Linked DNA regions of Sus scrofa: region 2 is linked to region 1. A link is a contact called in public Hi-C data. All regions are on one chromosome and are shown on one strand. The core of a region is the stretch at or near the end of the contact, and the rest is flanking DNA. Distances in the headings are between cores, read along the strand shown.

What was found. A called contact is a pair of places that touch in the nucleus more often than the background predicts.
Region 2: a Hi-C map of skeletal muscle shows a contact between it and region 1, with 13 times the contacts expected there. The contact joins the promoter of NCKAP5L here to the enhancer-like site in region 1. A contact is called at or near these places in 5 of 47 Hi-C or Micro-C datasets (blood, embryonic fibroblasts, fetal heart ventricle and 2 more) and 2 of 2 datasets of contacts at active chromatin or transcription factors (alveolar macrophages and skeletal muscle).

What each region holds. Positions count from the first base shown.
Region 1 is chr5:15,716,617-15,720,059 of Sscrofa11.1, forward strand. NCKAP5L (nck-associated protein 5-like) reads right to left here. Exons shown (of 14, transcript XM_013997563.2): 8 at 1,976-2,089; 9 at 1-629. Among named protein-coding and RNA genes, the nearest start is that of NCKAP5L, 43 kb to the right of the region's middle. Within about 2 kb of position 1,780, at least 7 of the 83 cell types and tissues checked have an H3K27ac peak or open chromatin away from gene starts, as enhancers often do. A contact at or near this core is called in skeletal muscle, where this site is marked.
Region 2 is chr5:15,759,855-15,763,297 of Sscrofa11.1, forward strand. NCKAP5L (nck-associated protein 5-like) reads right to left here and starts at 1,547. Exons shown (of 14, transcript XM_013997563.2): 1 at 1,438-1,547. It overlaps BCDIN3D (pre-miRNA 5'-monophosphate methyltransferase), which reads right to left and starts at 1,791. Exons shown (of 2, transcript XM_005663848.3): 1 at 1,438-1,791. The coding sequence starts at 1,671. LOC102167177 (a long non-coding RNA gene) reads left to right here and starts at 1,765. Exons shown (of 4, transcript XR_002343941.1): 1 at 1,765-1,866.

The sequences.
Region 1 (3,443 bases), core at 530-3,029:
GGGTCTGGGGAGGATGGCTGCCTGGGAGCCGGGTGGTCCCCGCTGAGTGGGCAAGCAGCCCCGGCCAAGAAGGCCTGTAGATAAGACTCTGTGTCTTCAAGGAGCTGGCCCAGGTTCAATTGTTTTCGGGCCAGGGCCCCAAGCAGGGTGTCAGGACTGGGGGCCTCATTGGGGTCACCTGCCTCATCAGAAGAGGAGGAGGAGCTGCTGCCTGGGGCACAGGGAGGCCCAGAACCTGTGCCCTGGGCCTGCAGGGAGCCCCGACCAGGGCCCCATGACCGCCCAGCACCCTCCTCCTCCCCTGGGCCCCCCAAGAGGCGCTCCCAGTGCAGCAGGCCTCCCAGGCTACCAGGACCTAGCAGCAGGTAGGGGGCCCAGGGAGAGGGCTCAGGCTGGGGCGGGCCACACAGCTCGCCGTTGATGGGCTCTGGGGAGCCGGGGCCCTCGCCTGTAGGCTGCCAGGGGGTGGCAGGTGAGCAGAGGAGCAAGGGGTCAGTCTCTTCCAGGGCTCTCAGCACCTCCAGGATCTGGGCCTTCTTGCGAAGGAACGGGGATAGGGCATCCAGCGCTGGGGGAGGGGCGGCTGGGGGTCCTGGGCCTCCGGGCCGCAGCTGCTGCTCCCAACACACCTTGGGAGAGAAATGGCATGAGGAGGAGACCAAGTGCAGACCCGGAACCTGAGTGGGCATGACTGAGTAGGTCAGGAACAGAGCTGGCCTCGTTTGTCTGTGTCCCCATCCCCCATTTTTTTTTGTCTTTTTGTGGCTGCGCCAGCAGCATATGGAGGTTCCCAGGTTAGAGGTCGAATCAGAGCTGCAGCTACCCACTTACACCACAGCCACAGCAACATGGGACCGGAGCTGCCTCTGCGACCTACACTACAACTCATGGCAACGCCAGATCCTTACACTGAGTGAGGCCAGGGATCGAATCCGTGTCCTCATGGATGCTAGTTGGGTCCCACACCCACAGAGCCACAACGGGAACTTCTCCCCTAAAGAAACTGAGAGATTCTGGGATATGCCAGAAAGCTTCCTCAAGTCTCTAAGCCCTAGTTACCCTAACTCTTCCTCCTGGCACACCTGGGGTTGAGTGGGCACCCACTTCCCCTCCTGGTTATCACAGCACCACTTCCCACCACTGTTTGGGTCAGCAGGGCTGAGCACCTACAACCCTGATATCTATGGCTACCCCAGGGGAGGGAGGCCTGTCCAGTTTCCAGGCTTCAGAAAAAACACAGAGATTCAAGAAGCAGAAGTGATGTGGCCAAGTTCTAAGTCGGTCTGCAGGCAAGACCAGGCCCTCTCAGGTCAGACAGCTGTCCGCTGAGCTGATCCCCATGGCAAAGCAGACCGGGAACCACTCCACTGCGAGCCCTTTCTTGCTTCTGTTTGGCCCCTTCTCATGCCCAGTCCGGTCTGGCACAGTGGGTGACTACCTGGGCTCTGGAGCCAGACTGTGCAAGTTCAAGACCCAGGCCCACTGCTAACTAGTTATATGACTTTCAGCAAGTGATTTAATGTCTAAAGTTCATCGTATCATCTGTAAAATAGGATGTGATTCTATTTACTCTCAAAGTGAAGCCGGATATGCAAAAGAATGAGTGAATAATTCTGGACTGAGATAAATAAGCATGTGTACAATTATACATTTGCGCCAAAAATTACCAAAAAAAAAAAAAAAAAAAAAGATAAATGCCAGTGCAGTGCCTGGCACAGAGTAAGAGCTCAGGAGGTGTTAACTGTGAGTCTCACTGCAGTACTAATGCCTTTGCTCGAGAAGCCAGTGGTGGGGGGTTGGCGATCTGTTTTTCTTGGTATGAGGCTGACAGCTGAGGGCTCACACCAGTCTGGACAAGAATCTGTGAGCCCGGAAGCAGCCCTTCCCCTGGGACTCGTTAGGAAACAGCCGTGGAGCCCCAGCTGACAAGCCCGGAGCCAGCAGAGCCACACATCACTGTGCCCAGCCCGCCTACCTCTCTCTGTCCAGCACAACGTCCCAGAGGCAGCGAGGTGGCCGGTCCCTCGGCGGAGCTCAGGGACGGGGAGGCTGGGGGCTCTGACGGCGGCTGGAGTGGGGCAAGTGGGATCTGCAGGAGGGAGGCCAGGGTTAGCACAGGTGCTGTCTGTCCCAAGTCCCCGCTCCCTCCCGAAGCTATGTCGTCCCATCCAGGGACAGGGAAACGTTCTTCCAGGTCTGCTCCTTCAGTGACGTCTCCTGGCCCAAAGTGTTGCTTTCACCACTTGGTCTGAGGAGCCTCGCGAGACCACAGCACAGGGAGACTGAAGAAGGGCAAGCCCAAGTGGCCGGGAGGTGGGACAGGACGGGGGCTCTGGGCCAGAGGGCAGTGGCAGGCCTAACCTGGGTGTCCAGCAAGCCCCCAGGACCCTCTGCTTTTCTGCAAGGCCTCCTCCCTGATTATGGAGAGGATGAGCCTCGAGGCCCCTTCCTGTTCTGACCACCTGTGACCCCAGCACCCACAGGGGTGACAGTGACTAACAGAAGAGGCACTTGTTCCTGGGTCCTGGAGAGGGGATGGCGGGAGTTATCGCTTGAGACTCCTCTGAATGGCTTCCTGTGAAACCACCACTGCTGTGGCTCCGAGGATGACAAAAGCAGTGTTTAATCACAGATCAGTTCTCTCTTCATCCCCGAGAATGTCATTTCCTTCTCCTGAGCATCTTGACTAGATGCACAGGTCGGCTCTAACTACTCTCCCCCCACCTTGCATTCTCCACAGCTGTTAACTCCTGTCTCTGTGGCGTCTCTGCCTCCCCCATGGCCTGGCCCTTGGAAGCTGCTCCTTCAGCCCAAAACCCTCACACCTCTGGCCTGGGCACCTCTCAGCACTTCGGTCTCCCTGACCTGGCTGGGCAGTCTTTCAGTCTCCTGTGCCCACAGCAGCCTGAAGCATCTTTGTTGTCTTCTTTTTTGTCTGAAGCATCTTCTGCCTGCCCACTGCTTCCAGAGACAAGTCTGAACGCCCCTGCCAGCATTCTGGCCAGTTCTTCCCTGACCCCGTGCCCACCTCTGTCTCACTCACTGCTCTTCACACATCCTTTGGTCAAGTCCAGCTGAACAGCTCTCTGCTCCCTAGGATTCCCTGCTCTATTCCTTCCACGGGGACTCCCTTCTGCCCCACCCCTCCCGCTCTCTATTTCCTTGTTTATTTATTCATTTTTTGCTTTTTAAGGCCACACCCGAAGCATACGGAGGTTCCCAGACTAGGGGTCGAATTGGAGCTGCAGTTGCCAGCCTACGCCACCACAGCCACAGCCACAGCCACAGCAATGTGGGCTCTGAGCTGAGTCTGTGACCTACACCACAGTGCACAGCAATGCCAAATCCTTAACCCAATGAGAGGGGCCAGGGATTGAACCTGCACCCTCATGGATCCTAGTCTGATTCATTACCACTGAGCCACAACAGGAACTCCTCCATTG
Region 2 (3,443 bases), core at 297-2,796, 43 kb after region 1:
ACAAAAAAAAAAAAAAAAAAAAAAAAAAAAAAAAAATTCCCTAAATGTACAGCCAGGTTAGGGAACCACTGCCCTTTTTAACTGCAACTATGTCCTTGCCCCTAAGGTGCATTAATACCACTTTCAAAATCTCTCTCGGTTTCCTACTGCCTTTCATGAAATCCCAAGTCTTGGAGTTCTCTTGTGGCACAGTCAGTTAAGGATGTGGCATTGTCACTGTAGTGGCTTGGGTTGCTGCTGTGGCACAGCTTCCATCCCTGGTCCCAAAACATCAGCATGAAGCAAGGGTGGGGGGGGGAAATAAACCCCAAAATAAAGTCTTAAATGCGGTCTCTCTTTTCCTTTGCTTCCTCCCTTTGGTATCTGTATCAATCACAGCAAGGAAATGTTTGCAAGGGATAGACAGATACCCACCCACCGGTTCACTCCAGTTTTTAGCCTAAATGTCCTCCTTCCATTTACCAGCTGTGCCCCTATAGCCCTCAACTCCATACCAAAGTCTCTTCCGCCTAAGGCCAGCAACACAGTAAAATTTTCCTCACCTTATCCGACTCCTAGCCTGGAATGGAGTGATGGTACTAACTTATGAAGCATTTGTAATCACAGGGTCAGAAGGACTGCTCCTCTAGAATATCCTAGTGGCTACAAATAGGTGTCAGAGTGACATTTCCCTGTTTTACTTGTGGACTGACTATAATTATTGTATGCCTAAGAATACTTTGTGGTAAGAAAACGTGGCAATGCCTTCCTCTGGCAGGATGCTTTATTTTCTTTCTTAATGTCACTTCTATACTCAGCCAACTCACTGCTTTTAAAATAAATATCCTCTTGGCTCCAGGGTCCATTCTGCATTGTGTTTCATTCGTGATTTTTTTTTTTCCCCCTTTTTGGTCGTGCCCAAGGCATGTGGAACTTCCCGGGCCAGGGGTCGAACCCGCGCCACAGCAGCGACCCAAACCACAGCAGTGACATCAGCGGATCCTTAACCTGCTGCTCCACAAGGGAATTCTCACACGAATCTTAATTCCAGGTATGATTCTGTCACCCCTCAGTAAACCAATCCCAACTCCATGCTCCAAACGTGAGTGTCGGGAAGCGCCCTCTCCCCCAGCCTGATTGCCAGCCACGCTGGACAGGAGGCAAGCGCCAGAAGCCCAGACACGTGGCCCTTTCCACCCGCGGTTTGGCACGGCGTCTGGGGCGCAGGAATTAGGAACCAAAGTTGAAAATGATTCCTCCCCACGAGTCCTAAAAGAGATGGTGCTGGGATCCTGGAGGTCAGATAGCAGCAGCACGGGGTCGAACGCTATGCCTTTAAAAACTTATTTTGTGAAAGTTGTGACGGATGTGATGCCACGCCCAGGCCAGAACCCCAGTGGACGTGAGGCCGCCAACCTCTAGGCTCAGCCGACGTCCGATCCCTCCCCTGTCACTCACCCCGGAGTTACAACCCACGTCGAGCCCCAGGATCGGCCTTGTCTCGGGACTCTGAGGGAAGAGTCGGCGAAGCAGCTCTGGGGGAAGGAGGCGGAGCCGTTGCTCTGGAGGGTGGAAGCGGGAATAATGAGGGAAATTTCCGAATGGGGCGGCCCCGGGTTCTAGAACTCGTGGTTCCTCTTCTGCCGTAGCCTCGTCAACGCTCCCGGTAGCCTGCTTCCTGGACGCCGCCATGAGTCTCAGTCTGACCTCTGGGTCCCCGCGGAACCGGAAGTCGGGAACCTACGGGCGGGGCGAGCGCCGTCTTGGCTCCAGTGCGCGTGCGCTGAATGACAAAGGCTGGCGGGTAAAACGGTGGCCTACCCTGAACGAGGGCGGAAGCTTGGTGTTGGCGTTCCCTTGTGGGACCCTGGCTGTAACTAGGAGGTGGTTAGTAATATCCTTCCATTTTTCTGGTCGGACAAGCACAGAGAGGTTGAGTTGCTCAGGCTGACATTGTTTCAACTTGGGCTACCCAGAACAAGGAGTTTGTTGGGATTTGGAAATCAGTTTTGGTTCAGCTTCCTTCCTTTACAAATGCATAAAGTCAAAGCTAGAGAGTAGCAATTACTCGTCCAGGGTCACACGGTGAGTCTCTGACACAGGAACTTGCTCCCAGTTCATCCTGTGATTCCAGGAAACGGTAGCCAGGAACTACGGTCATTCCAGGTACCACAGGTGCCCCTATCCACCTGTCCCACGTGACAGTCAGGGCCCAGAAGACCCACATGGCCCTGACTGTCACGTGGGACAGGTGGATAGGGGCACCTGTGGACTGTGAGCTCTTGAGAGGCATGGACTGTACCTTAAGAGCCAGCACTTACAAATGTTTACCCGGCGCCAGACACTTTTCTAAGCCCTTTACATGCATTAATTTTCACACCAACCCTTGTGAAGAAAGGACCATACTTAATATCACCTTTATATTGTTAAGGACTTTGGGGCTCAATGAAGTTAGTAATTTGCTCAAGGTGACACAGTTAGAAATGATAGTACCAGGATTTGAACCCAGGCACTTTGACTCCACAGGATGTACCTTTGCTCTTATCAGCCTTGAAAATATGGTAGCCTATGCCTACCTTAATGCCTGGCCCAAAGAGACTTGATAAATATTTGTTGAAGGAAGACTCCATAACAAATGGGTATTGGGAAATTGGATATTCATATGCAAAAGAATGAAAAGGGACCCTTACACAAAAATCAACTCAAAATGGATTAAGCACTTAAGACCTGAAACTGTATAACTCCTAGAAAAAAATCATAGGGGAAAGGCTTCAGGACTGATCTTGGCAGTGATTTCCTGGATATGATGCCAAAAGCACAAACAAAAGCAAAAATAGACAAGTGCAACTGTGTCACACTACAAAGTCAAAACTATACAGCAATAGAAACCATTGATACAGTAAAAAGACAGCCTATGGAATGGGAGAAAATATTTGCAAGCCATGTATCCGATAAGGGATTGATTTCCAAAAAAATATAAGGAATTCCTATGACTCAAAAGCAAAAAAAAAAAAAAAAAAAAAAAACCCTAATAATTTGATTTTTTAAATGGGCAGAGGACTTGGATAGACATTTTTCTAAAAGAAGACACACATGACCAACAGGTATATGAAAAGATGCTCAGTGTCACTAATCATCAGGGAAATGCAAATCAAAGCCACAGTGAGATATCACTTCACACTTGTTAGAATGGCTATTATGAAAACAAAACCAAAAGACCAGAGGTGTTGACAAGGATGTGGAGAAAGTGTAAAGCTGGTACATTGTTGATAGAAATGTGAAATGGTACAGCCTCTATGCAAACAGTATGGATGTGCCTCAAAAAGTTAAAAATAGAACTACTGCATGATCCAGCAATCCCGTTTCTGGGTAATTATCCAGAAGAATTGAAATCAGAATCTCAGATGTTAGCACTCACATATCTGTTGTGACACTATTCCCAATAGCCGAGATGTGGAAGTGAC